Regions from separate parts of the Drosophila melanogaster genome. Here region 1 is linked to region 2. A link is a contact called in public Hi-C data. All regions are on one chromosome and are shown on one strand. The core of a region is the stretch at or near the end of the contact, and the rest is flanking DNA. Distances in the headings are between cores, read along the strand shown. Region 1 overlaps Eip74EF (Ecdysone-induced protein 74EF). Region 2 holds the start of Oatp74D (Organic anion transporting polypeptide 74D).

Evidence for each region. Hi-C and Micro-C count contacts between places; a contact is called where the count stands out from the background.
Region 1: a contact with region 2 is called in a Hi-C map of the Kc167 cell line, with 4 times the contacts expected there. A contact is called at or near these places in 14 of 107 Hi-C or Micro-C datasets (the Kc167 cell line, the OSC cell line, the S2 cell line and 6 more) and 3 of 7 datasets of targeted methods (the Kc167 cell line and the S2 cell line).

Annotation. Positions count from the first base shown.
Region 1 is chr3L:17,567,234-17,572,334 of dm6, reverse strand. All of the region lies in intron 5 of Eip74EF (Ecdysone-induced protein 74EF), which reads left to right. Among named protein-coding and RNA genes, the nearest start is that of CycT, 12 kb to the right of the region's middle.
Region 2 is chr3L:17,484,398-17,489,890 of dm6, reverse strand. Oatp74D (Organic anion transporting polypeptide 74D) reads right to left here and starts at 2,773. Exons shown (of 9, transcript NM_140732.3): 1 at 2,702-2,773; 2 at 1,559-1,826. It overlaps CG6333, which reads left to right and starts at 3,661. Exons shown (of 3, transcript NM_001169988.1): 1 at 3,661-3,700.

The sequences.
Region 1 (5,101 bases), core at 720-3,219, 83 kb before region 2:
TGTGTGTGTGTGTTCGCGTGCTTGTGTAAGTGCGCTGTGGGAAATAGTGAAAAAGAGCGCCCCCTCCGAATGCCGCCCACCGCCCGCCACCCAACTCAGCGCTCTGTTGCTTTTTTTTCAGGCCTAACGCAAAACATTTTGAGGTAGGTTGGGAATAGATTGGCAACAACTGCGCGCACGCACACACTTACATGCCATCGCACACACACACACACACACACACAGAGCGTGCGCGGAAAAACTTAAATTTCTCGTTTCGTGGCAAGAAATTAGCAAATGATTTTCCATTTTTTCTCTTTTTTCTGCCTTTTAACCCAAATACGGCGGTGGCGATTTTTTCGCATTAGAATTATGTAAGCCAATGCCCCATATATGAAGTAGGCCTATGCGATACTTACACAAGTATCTTTCTCCGGTTTAGATTTTGTAATCGCTTTTGCTCTCCGCATAATTGGCCAATGGAGGTTCTGCTCACTCGCAACTTATCTCCTTATCGGTAGCCAAGGAGAGACGCCGAGTCCCCGATTCCTAGTCGCAGGGATTATGTCACTAGTCGGGCAACGTAACTCAATTACAAAATCGGATTAGCAAATGCAGAAAATCCGAATTCAGCAAATATCTCCCGTTCGCAGTGCAGCTGATGTGGTGTGGCCATATGGTCACTTGATAGCCACAGCCGAGTCCAATAGGTCGGGTCAAGGCCCAAGACTTGTTGCTGGGAAATTCGCGACAACGAGTCGTATACGTAATGCGGCTACCTAGAACTTGCTGCGCTAGCCGAAATTTCCGTTTTTGGGGCTGCGGTCTCGGATTCTTGGTAAACCAGCTGCAAAATGCAACGAAAGCCCACACCATTCCGCATTTAAATATATTTTGCTTTTACAATGAGGAAACTTATACTTAAATTTAAAAGTCTATTGATATACATGCCACTCTTTTCGAATAAATTACATTTTGAGGTTTAATCATGACAGCGCTTTTTCTTTTATAAAATTATAGTTGTAAACTTCCTGATTAGCAATTTAAACACAAAACAATTATCTTGACAATATCGGAGCAGAATTATAGTATTCACTACCAATTAGCACTTGTAACCCCCCAGAAAGGTTGGCGCGTGACCAAAAATGTTTATTTTTTCACGCATAGAAAGTGTTAATATAAACAGAAGCTACGAGAATTTAGACAATATTCGACTGGTAAACGAGAAAAAAAAAACTTGAAGTCAAAAATATAATATAGCCAAGCAGGAGCCATTTTTCATAAATTAGATATACTTTATAAAATACAAATATTAAACGAAATCGTTGATACTAAATTATGCAAATTAAAAAATGTTTCAAACCGACACATTTGTTTATAAAATTAAAAGAGTAATTGCCTGCTCAGAATGCGACATATCATTAACGTATCTCTTAAAACATAACCCAGTGCATAAAATAAAACGCATTACAAAATCTCATTTAGGCAATCGCAACAAATTAGAAAGGCATATAAAACCATCTTGTCGAGGGGCAAATGCGTCAATCTATATGCATATTATACCACACCATAAAACAAGTAAAAGTACTTAATGACAAATTAAAACGAAAGATTCAGCCGAAATAAAAACAAATCATCGGAAAGTATATATAGAATTACATTATATTTCCTTTTGTGCGATACGAGAAATTTTCGAGTATAGAGAAATAGCGGTCATAAAAAATGCAAAAAACAAACGAGCGCAGCAAAAACAGAAAAACAGAAAATCACACAGATCGCAACCGAGTCGCGTATCATTTCTTAATGCGGAAATATTGAAGAAGAATTTCTGTTGTCTATATAAATACGAATAATGTGCGTTTGTGTGTGGACTTGTATTAACTGCATATGTAGCCCTAATAAACACACATTTTCGTACGACAATGAGAAATTGCCTGATATGCATATGTCTCGCTGCCTGCGCCTGTGTGCGTAAACAATGAGAATCCCGTGTCCGTGTGAGCAGTGTGTCTTTGCTGGTGTGCGTTATCCGCGAGACCTTGAACTTGAGACTGAATTTCCAAAAAGCGCACACACACACATACGCGCGCACCGAAGAAGCGAGAGAACAACAACTGGCTTTTATTCTGGCCACCAATACACAGGCAGTCGTGAAAGCAGCGAAGTTGGCAGCGGCATAAAAGCCAAAATAAGGCGGCAGAACAGGAATTTAGAGAGCAGCAGAGAGCCGCCAAGAAAGAGAGAGAGAGGAAGAGAAAAAAGGGGAATGGGAATGGGAATGGGAACGGGAACGGGAATGGGACTGGGAATAATGGGGATCGTGCAAAAGCGAGGCAGACGGAACCCAAAAAAAATATATTTGTAGTACGTACACATAAAAAATTGGGGAAGAGACATTCACACCAACAACAAATACTACAATTGCCAAACAAACACATAAATTATAATATTTAAATATAGAACTTTTGCGTTGTTGTCGCCCGTTCCTGTTGATTTTGCTTTCGACTCTTTGTGCATTTTACTTTCGTCTGTCGCTGCTGCATTCGAATTAACTTGAATTTTGCTTTCTTCCACACCCATAATTCTGTTTGCTTTTTTCGCTTTTTGCACTGCCATAAATTGTATTATTATTATTATTGAAAATAAATAAAGAAATAAATACATATATCCCAGTTGGGGAACATTTTGATTCCGGTTTGGCGCATTATTGCGCCGCACAAGTGAAATTATCGATACAAAGCAATTTCTAGTGGCTGTCGTTTTTGGCTTCAGCTATTCGGGGAATTCGCCTGGCATCCGTCACTGGTATTTTTTAATGGTTTTTTGTTTTGCTAAATAGAATTTGAATATGTTTTTTGCGGGCTAACAATTGGGGCAAGGCTAGTTTTATGATTGATTATTAAAGGAAGGGCGCACATTTAATGTAAACAACATAAAAATGCATGATTAAATGTACTAGGAAGATTTGCAAATTGATTTCGGTATCTAGAAATCTTTAACGCCTTAACTGAACACAGAAAGTTAAAGATAGATATTTATCGAAAATAGTTAAAAAGTGAACTTTCATTTGGCCATAATATGCCTTCAGCTCGTTTCCCCCGTAATTCGATCGGCCAAAACCAAAGCAATAATTTCAGCCAACAACTCCCAAGTATACAGTTTCATTTGCCTACTTTCCACTGATTAATGTCAGATGAAAATACTGGATAGGTGATAAAGGCTGAGCTCAATAGGTAAATCCCCCTTCAGCTGGGCCCACACAGAAATCACTTTCCGTTTCTTACAAAACCGCCCACAACTCACAAGCTCACAAATGTCGGTTGTTGGGCACATCAAAAATAGGCCAATAACCAAAATGCCATAAACAATTACAAATTGTTGTTGCTGCTGCTGCTGCTGCTGATGGTGCTGGTGTGCAATTGTTATTGCTGTTGTGGGTCGGACAGACAGGCGGGCAGCTTCTACGGCTTTCGGAAATGCTATGAAAAATTGTAAACAAAACTCAAGCACCACGGATGACGCCTTATCCACCGCACAGCCGAAAACAAACCCAGCCAAACTGAGTATAAAAAACAAAAAGCATATCGGCTCTATAAGGCGAACTAATCATTTAGAGGTAACAAGCAGGCAGCGATGGCTCGTACCTACATTGACCTACTATTGCGGCAAATGCTGCGCTATCCGCCGGAATTGTGATGTAACTGTCCCAAAATGCCGCGCACATATCAACGAGCCAGTTCGGTTCAAGTCCAAATTCGAATTCAACAAAGAAAAATAGCAAAAACCCACCAGCTCACATGCACATGACTTTACCGTTAATTTCTTTGACATGTCTCTCTGTGTGTGTGTTGTTTTTTATTATTATTATTTTTTTATGTTGTTTGCCAATTTTGCTTTGTTTTCTCGTAATATATTTAATTTTTTTCTCTTGTATTTCTGTGTGTTTTGTCGGTTGGTTAGTTTCTGCTGGTTTTATTAGACCGCATTTTTAGAGGTCAGCGCACATTTGGCGCAGCATTGCAATGTTTTGTAGACTCTATTACCACTGGCTATTTGTCTTTCTTTCTGCCGTGTTTGTGTTTGTTTATGCACCATTAACGCTGAACCTCTGGCGGTCTGATTGTCGGCTTCTATAGCGTTGTTTTCTTTTCCATGGTGGCGCCACAAATGCGGTACAGTGAAAGCTCGGCGGAATAAACGGGGGAAGACCGATGAACTTCTTCCAGGAAATCTAAATTCTTCGCCTTCCTTCCGTTGTTCACCTAGGCGTATACTTAATTTGAACGCTCGTATATTACCCATACGCCTAATATGCCGCACAGGAAGTAATCGCACACGTTTCGTTTGCGCAATAAACTATTTCAACGGGAATAAATACAATAATCTACTTTTGAATTCTCAGGAATTTTCTAGAGTCAATACACATGTTGCTTACAAGTTGCAGTTTACGATCAAAATACAAGCTGTTGACACGCGGAATATGTGCTAAAAGCACGGTTTAAATACGACTTCCAGCTTTGAAGTTGCCCAACAACTATTTCATTTAACCATTATATATTAAACTTTTACCTTAATTTGTAAAAAATCAAAAGTAAACTATATGCACATGAATGTTTTCATTCTGCTGTAAATTGATTTAGACATTTCCATGTCAGTCGTTTACCATTTAGAACTTTAACTTGTCGGCGGCCACCTGCAACAAATTACGCATACGCCGCGTTGGCCGCAGTAAAAAACAACACGTGAGCACTTCCCCACGGAAAAACTAAAAGAAAAACGTAGACAAGCGAAAAAAATCGAGGCAAGTGACGGGCATTTCCGACATTTTCACTTCGACAAGCGATTAAAGCACCAAGTAAATAGAGGGAAATTCTCGCAACGAAAACTTGGCGAAAATAATATTTATAATTTCCGTTAAAAAGCTGCTGCTGTTGCACCAGCAGGCCAATTGTCGATGGCCGAGGGGGGCGAGGCGGTGGGTGGTTAACCAATGCAACCGCACAGCTGTTTTGTTGCCGCGCGATTTCCGTCACGACTTTGGTTTTTTATTTTTGTGCTGCGGCTTTTGAATTTCTTACATATCAAGAAAATATATGGGTATATACATTTATATATATGTATA
Region 2 (5,493 bases), core at 1,524-4,023:
AACCTATTAATTAAACATATTTTTTAGGTAAACCAAACATAGAAGTCAAAAATGAAATGGAAGAAGCCACAATGAAGTGAATTAATTTATTTCAAATTGTAGCACTCATTTGACTTTCTCTATGAACCTGAGCAAAATAATGTAACTTCATGAATTTTTAATTTTGCTGCGAAAAAAATAACTTCAATTCGAGAAAGAATAAAGTGATTTCTCTGTCACTTTCAGATGCGTTTCCTGCTGTGTGTTAACGTCGTTTTAAGTGTTTAATTTTGAAATCCAAAAAATAAACGGCTCTGTAAATGTGTACGTATTCAATGCGATCAAGCAAATATATATAAATGGATAATAAAAATCGGTGATAACGAACCCGATGTGGGTCAGACGGAAAAGAGTGTTTCTTGCTGGTTTCTGGCCAGAACAAACACTCATATGATTGAGGTACAAAAGTGAAACTCTGACGCTCTGAAAGTCGGTAATTCTGAGTCGATAGTTGCGGTGCGGTATAAACATTTACATTTGATTAAACAGCGTTTATTGACTGTTTTCGTTTTTGCTTTTGTTCGGCCTTAATGCATTTCGCCGATATTCGGCTTTCGTTTTGCGAGGACACAAAAAGAATGCGGGAAAAAAGCCCATCCGAACCCAACCCATCCCAACCCGGTATCTGTATCTGCATCTGTGCATCTTTATCTGTGCGTATTTATTTTGGTTTTACGGCATGTATGTAATTACCCGGGAACCGAGTAAAGCAGGCAGAAAAGACAGAGAAATGGAGTGTGTTTCGTATTCTTTGGCCGGTCTCTTCTCCGTCGCGCGTCTTATCATTATTTCCGAGTGTGTATTGTGCGCTTTCTGATTGCTCTGCCCCCTTTTAACCTTCGTATTTAAGAAATTTCTTAGCCCATTACGATTTCACTCAATACGGCGTATGATTTTTGTAGGCCTTCCAACAAAAAATTACATGTTTCACTTTCTCTGGCGCCCGAATAGTCCCCCCCTTCGAAAACAGAAAAATAACAAGAACCGCGTCGAAGAACCAAAAGATAAATGCTTAGACATCGTCTGCCCCTCTCTATTTTGTTTCGAAATATCTTTTCGGGGTTTCTGTTTTTGTTTTCCCCACATCAATCAGAGAATGCTTCGTTCTTTCCATTTCTCTTGTGGGCAAGCATTGAAAAGGGAAATTTCTTTAGCCCAATTAAATGAAAAGAAACCAAATCAGGTTATTCCATGAATTTTGAGCTTATTTCTGGTTCTGCATGTTTGTTTGGCACTGATCGTTCTCTTTGAAATTTTATTTCGCCACAAGACTTAAATGCATTATACAAAAATTGTTTTTGGGAAATACACATTTTCAAATAAACAAATTCTATATATATGCAAGTTGAAGTAATTGTTAATTGGGGTTCTAAGTAATATTCACTTAAGCAAAGCTCTTATACTCTTATACTCTATTATTGACAAACCTAAATTGCCATCCAACTCTAAGTTCTTAAGTTGTCACAAAAAGTTGTCATTTTATGAACATATACAATTTATTTATTAAAGCTGTACTTACGCTTATCGCTCCTGTTTCGCTTTCTGGTTTTGTTGAATTTTTTCATTCAGAATTTGCTACGCAATTTACGCGTTTAATTTGTTGCTGCCTCTGTTCGCCGCACTCGTTTTTCTGTTATTTCACACACAATTTTTTTTATTTAATTGCACACATAATGAACAATATTAAATGCTATATTCGTATGTTTGTGCGTTGAAGACACGCACTCAGCCAATTGAAAATTGTATTTGCGGTTGGGTTTCAATACAACAAATTTATCAAGCACTCACTGAAAATGGAATTGGCACTTTAATTTTTTGTTAAAATGGTCTGAGGATCTTAACAATGATGTATTTATTGATTAAGTGTGGTTTTAATGAACTTCAAAAACGAGATTATTTAATATGTTATTAGTTTTATTCGTTTTCGTACAAGTTTCTTTAGGTTTTTGATCAGACAAATTTGTCAACCAGTTTTTTTTTTTTTAATATTTTTATAGTGTGCGAAAATATTTGTATTGAGCGTTTAGAAATTTAATAATTTTTTTCTGTGACTTGCACGACGAAAATGTGTGGATTCAACTGGGTTCTTGGACACAGGTATCTTTCAGGGAATATTGGAGGTATTGGGAACCGAAAACGAAACCGATTCGGAGCGGAGCGGAACCGAAAAGTCGAGCGACGCGTGCACTTACAGCGACGTCTGAGCAGCAAAAACTCGAGAATAACCAAAGTGCGGCTCAATTTATACGAGGAGTCGAAAAACACAGACCAGAAGATACATTTACAGATGCAGATACAGATACGCGTTCTCTTTGTGTTAGTGTATCTCAAAGATACTTCTAACCGTCACTCTCTTACGCTCTCTCTTCGCTGTGGGGGTGGTCTGTCTCCGCTGTTATCGTTATTGCCGCTCTCTCTGCGCGCTCTGTGTGTTTTGGTTATAAAAGTGTAGTAGATTTTTGGCATTTATCTGTTTTTGTTTTATTTGCATATGTTCAATATGCACGACCCACATTGTTGTTGGTGTTGTTGTTGTTGTCTGATCGCGGCGTATAGAAATAATACGTATACACATGTGTATATATACACCGAATGTACATATTATCTCTCTCGCCCCCCACTCGCACTCACACACACACACTCTCACGCACCGCACACATACAGTTGCACCGCCTGAGTTCCGCTGCCCGTCGGCACAGTCCGCACACGGTAACAATTCGAATACGAATACGCAAAACGGTCTGGCGAACTGAAAACAGCCAAAACTTTTCGCCTGCGCCGACGTCGACGTCGGCAGCGCAGCTGTTTGGAGCTGTTGGGGCTCTGTTAGGCCCCCACGCTGTTAGGGCTCTGTTAGTTCGGCTGCTCTCTCTGTTTGTTATCAGTGGCGTGCGCTCTTTTATCAAATTGGAAAGGGGATTTTGGAGATCAGACAGATCGACCTGGGTTAAACTTTCAGCATACCGGAATATTAGAATACATTACGTTTATAAGGGAATAATTGAAGTGGTTTTGATAGAAGTACCAATTCTTTCATAGAAAGACCTTTATTTTGATTGAAATTCGACAAGTTTGACTTTCTCTTAGCTTGGCTTAGTGTTTTTTAACTTACGAATCACATGTAGTACACAATATTTATTGTTGCATATGTACAATAAAATACATTTTCTGCAAATGACTCAACCAAGATTTTTCGTCTGGGTGGGGTGGGTAATATAAAAAAGTGAAGAGAAGTGATGGATATTCTAAGTCTATGATTCGATTGATTAATTTCTTATTATGAGCTATACATTATTTTCACTAAGGCATGAGGAACAGCTTAAAGCCTGAAAGTTTTGCATTTCAAAGAAAAGTGTTTATGATGAGGAATTTTGGTGGTTTAATGTTCGTTACATTAATGCTCGTTACATTTTAGTTAGTTCCAGCGAAGTACTAAAAAGGAATACTTTTTGCAAAACGTGCTAAATAGTTTCTATAAGTTGCTTTGTGTGTTTACCAAGTGATTTTTGCGATTAAGGGTTATCTCTTAGGTTATGCATCTGCTGTCTGTCGGTGCAACTGACTTTACAATATAGTCTACAGTCTTGGAGGCTAATGGAATTCAGTTTGCGAAATTCCTCGAGTAACTCTCTGGTCGCCTATTAATATTCATATGTGCAAAGTACGTATCAATTGCATATTCGGCGCAAGGTCGTCTGCCAAGCGGCCAGATAGATAGGCAAACTGTCAGATACGCGTACTCATGCAAAGTCTGTGCGCAATAATCAAGCAAATTGAGTGCAACGCAGGCGATGGCGCAGCCGTATCTATTGGCTACTCTTTTGGCAAACTCCCATCGATATCGGCTCGATTCGCAGCTAGACGGCTAATTACGTGACATGTTAGACGCGAAAACAAGTTAAACACGCTCGTTCGATTTGTGTAATTAATTGCAGGCCGAGACGAGCGAGAGCTCAAAAACAAATTCACCTCGAAATGTGCATTGAACTTTTGCGGTTGCTTTTCTCGCCGCCGCCGGATGAATGTTGTTTTCCCTTTTCGGTGGCTCGCTTTTTTTGTAACCAATTCTAGTTGCAATCCGCTGCTGATAACCCGCAGATGAACCCATGGGTGTTGGAGCTTCCACATTGAAGGGGGTTACGCATTCTGAGTGGGCTTGTTGGTGGGTGGGATGGGGCACGAGCAGCTGATGCAGCTGATGTGTGTGTGTCAATGTTTCAGCTTGTAAACAAACGGCAAGCAAATAATGACAAAGTCGACAACGAAACTCCAAAAGTGTTCCTTATTGTTTGTTGTATTGACTACATCGCTGGGCTTATCGCTAACCGTTGTCAGATGGAATAAACATTCACATTTATATGTGTTGCACACAATGTGGTGTGGTATGTATGTGCAGTGGGGCTTCCTTATGACGAACTTGTATATTACATATATTCCTATAAATATTAGGTATTTTTATTGCTAATAAAATAAAAAGTAGAAAAAGCAAAAGCTTGCCATACAATTACTTTTACTAATTCTTATTTCTTTAAGCGATTTCCCTAATTGTTGTTAATTTTTAATGAGCTTGATATTTTACTACTGAAAGGGGAATTGGATGGGGAAATGTTCTTATTTAATCTTGACTGAAAGCAGGAAGCACGCTTATGAATTGGATGAGTTTGAAGCGAATAGAACGGATCAAAAGTCGGAGCTGGCCTATAATGTGTGTCAGTGGTGATAAGCAAATGCGGGGGGTGGGAAAACTATTGTATAAGATCTGAACGGAGTCACTCGATTCTACTCCTCGATCGAATACAGTTTGCATTCGTTATAAGGGTACTTGCCTCTGCCACTCCGAGTCGCCCCATTCCCCGAGTGTGCCTGCCATGACTAATTAAGTAACCAAAAAAGTATGAAAAGAAGGCAAAAAGCTGCTCAAATTCTCAGCATTAAAACGTGCCGACAACTTTGTAAAGGCTGCCAAAAATGCACATTTTTATTTATATTCGCACACAAGTTGTTGGGACATGCTTTTTTGGAGTTGGAATCGATGCGAAGGGTAACTTAGCTGACACGTGAGATTTGAATTTAGCATTTGGGATAAGTGGAAAATGAGAATTATCTTGAAAGTATCTTTATTCGGATACTATTTTAATATGCATTTGATTTTTGTCAGACTAACCATAAAGATTAATCTTTAAATATGAATTAATTAGTAGGTAATAGTAACTAACAGAATAAGTACAACAAGATTTCTTAAGCTATAAGAAATGTAAATATTTAAAGATAATACGTATGTTTAAAAGAGTTAGAAATAAATTCGAAATGAATGTGAATAGATGCTTTTTATAGTCTAGCCAATAATTTGTTAATTATTTCTTAAATAGTGAATTTGCAATTGAAAGTTCCAACCATCATATTAGAGTACCAGTGGGTGTGTTTTAAGGGGCTGAAAGTCGAATTCCTGCCACA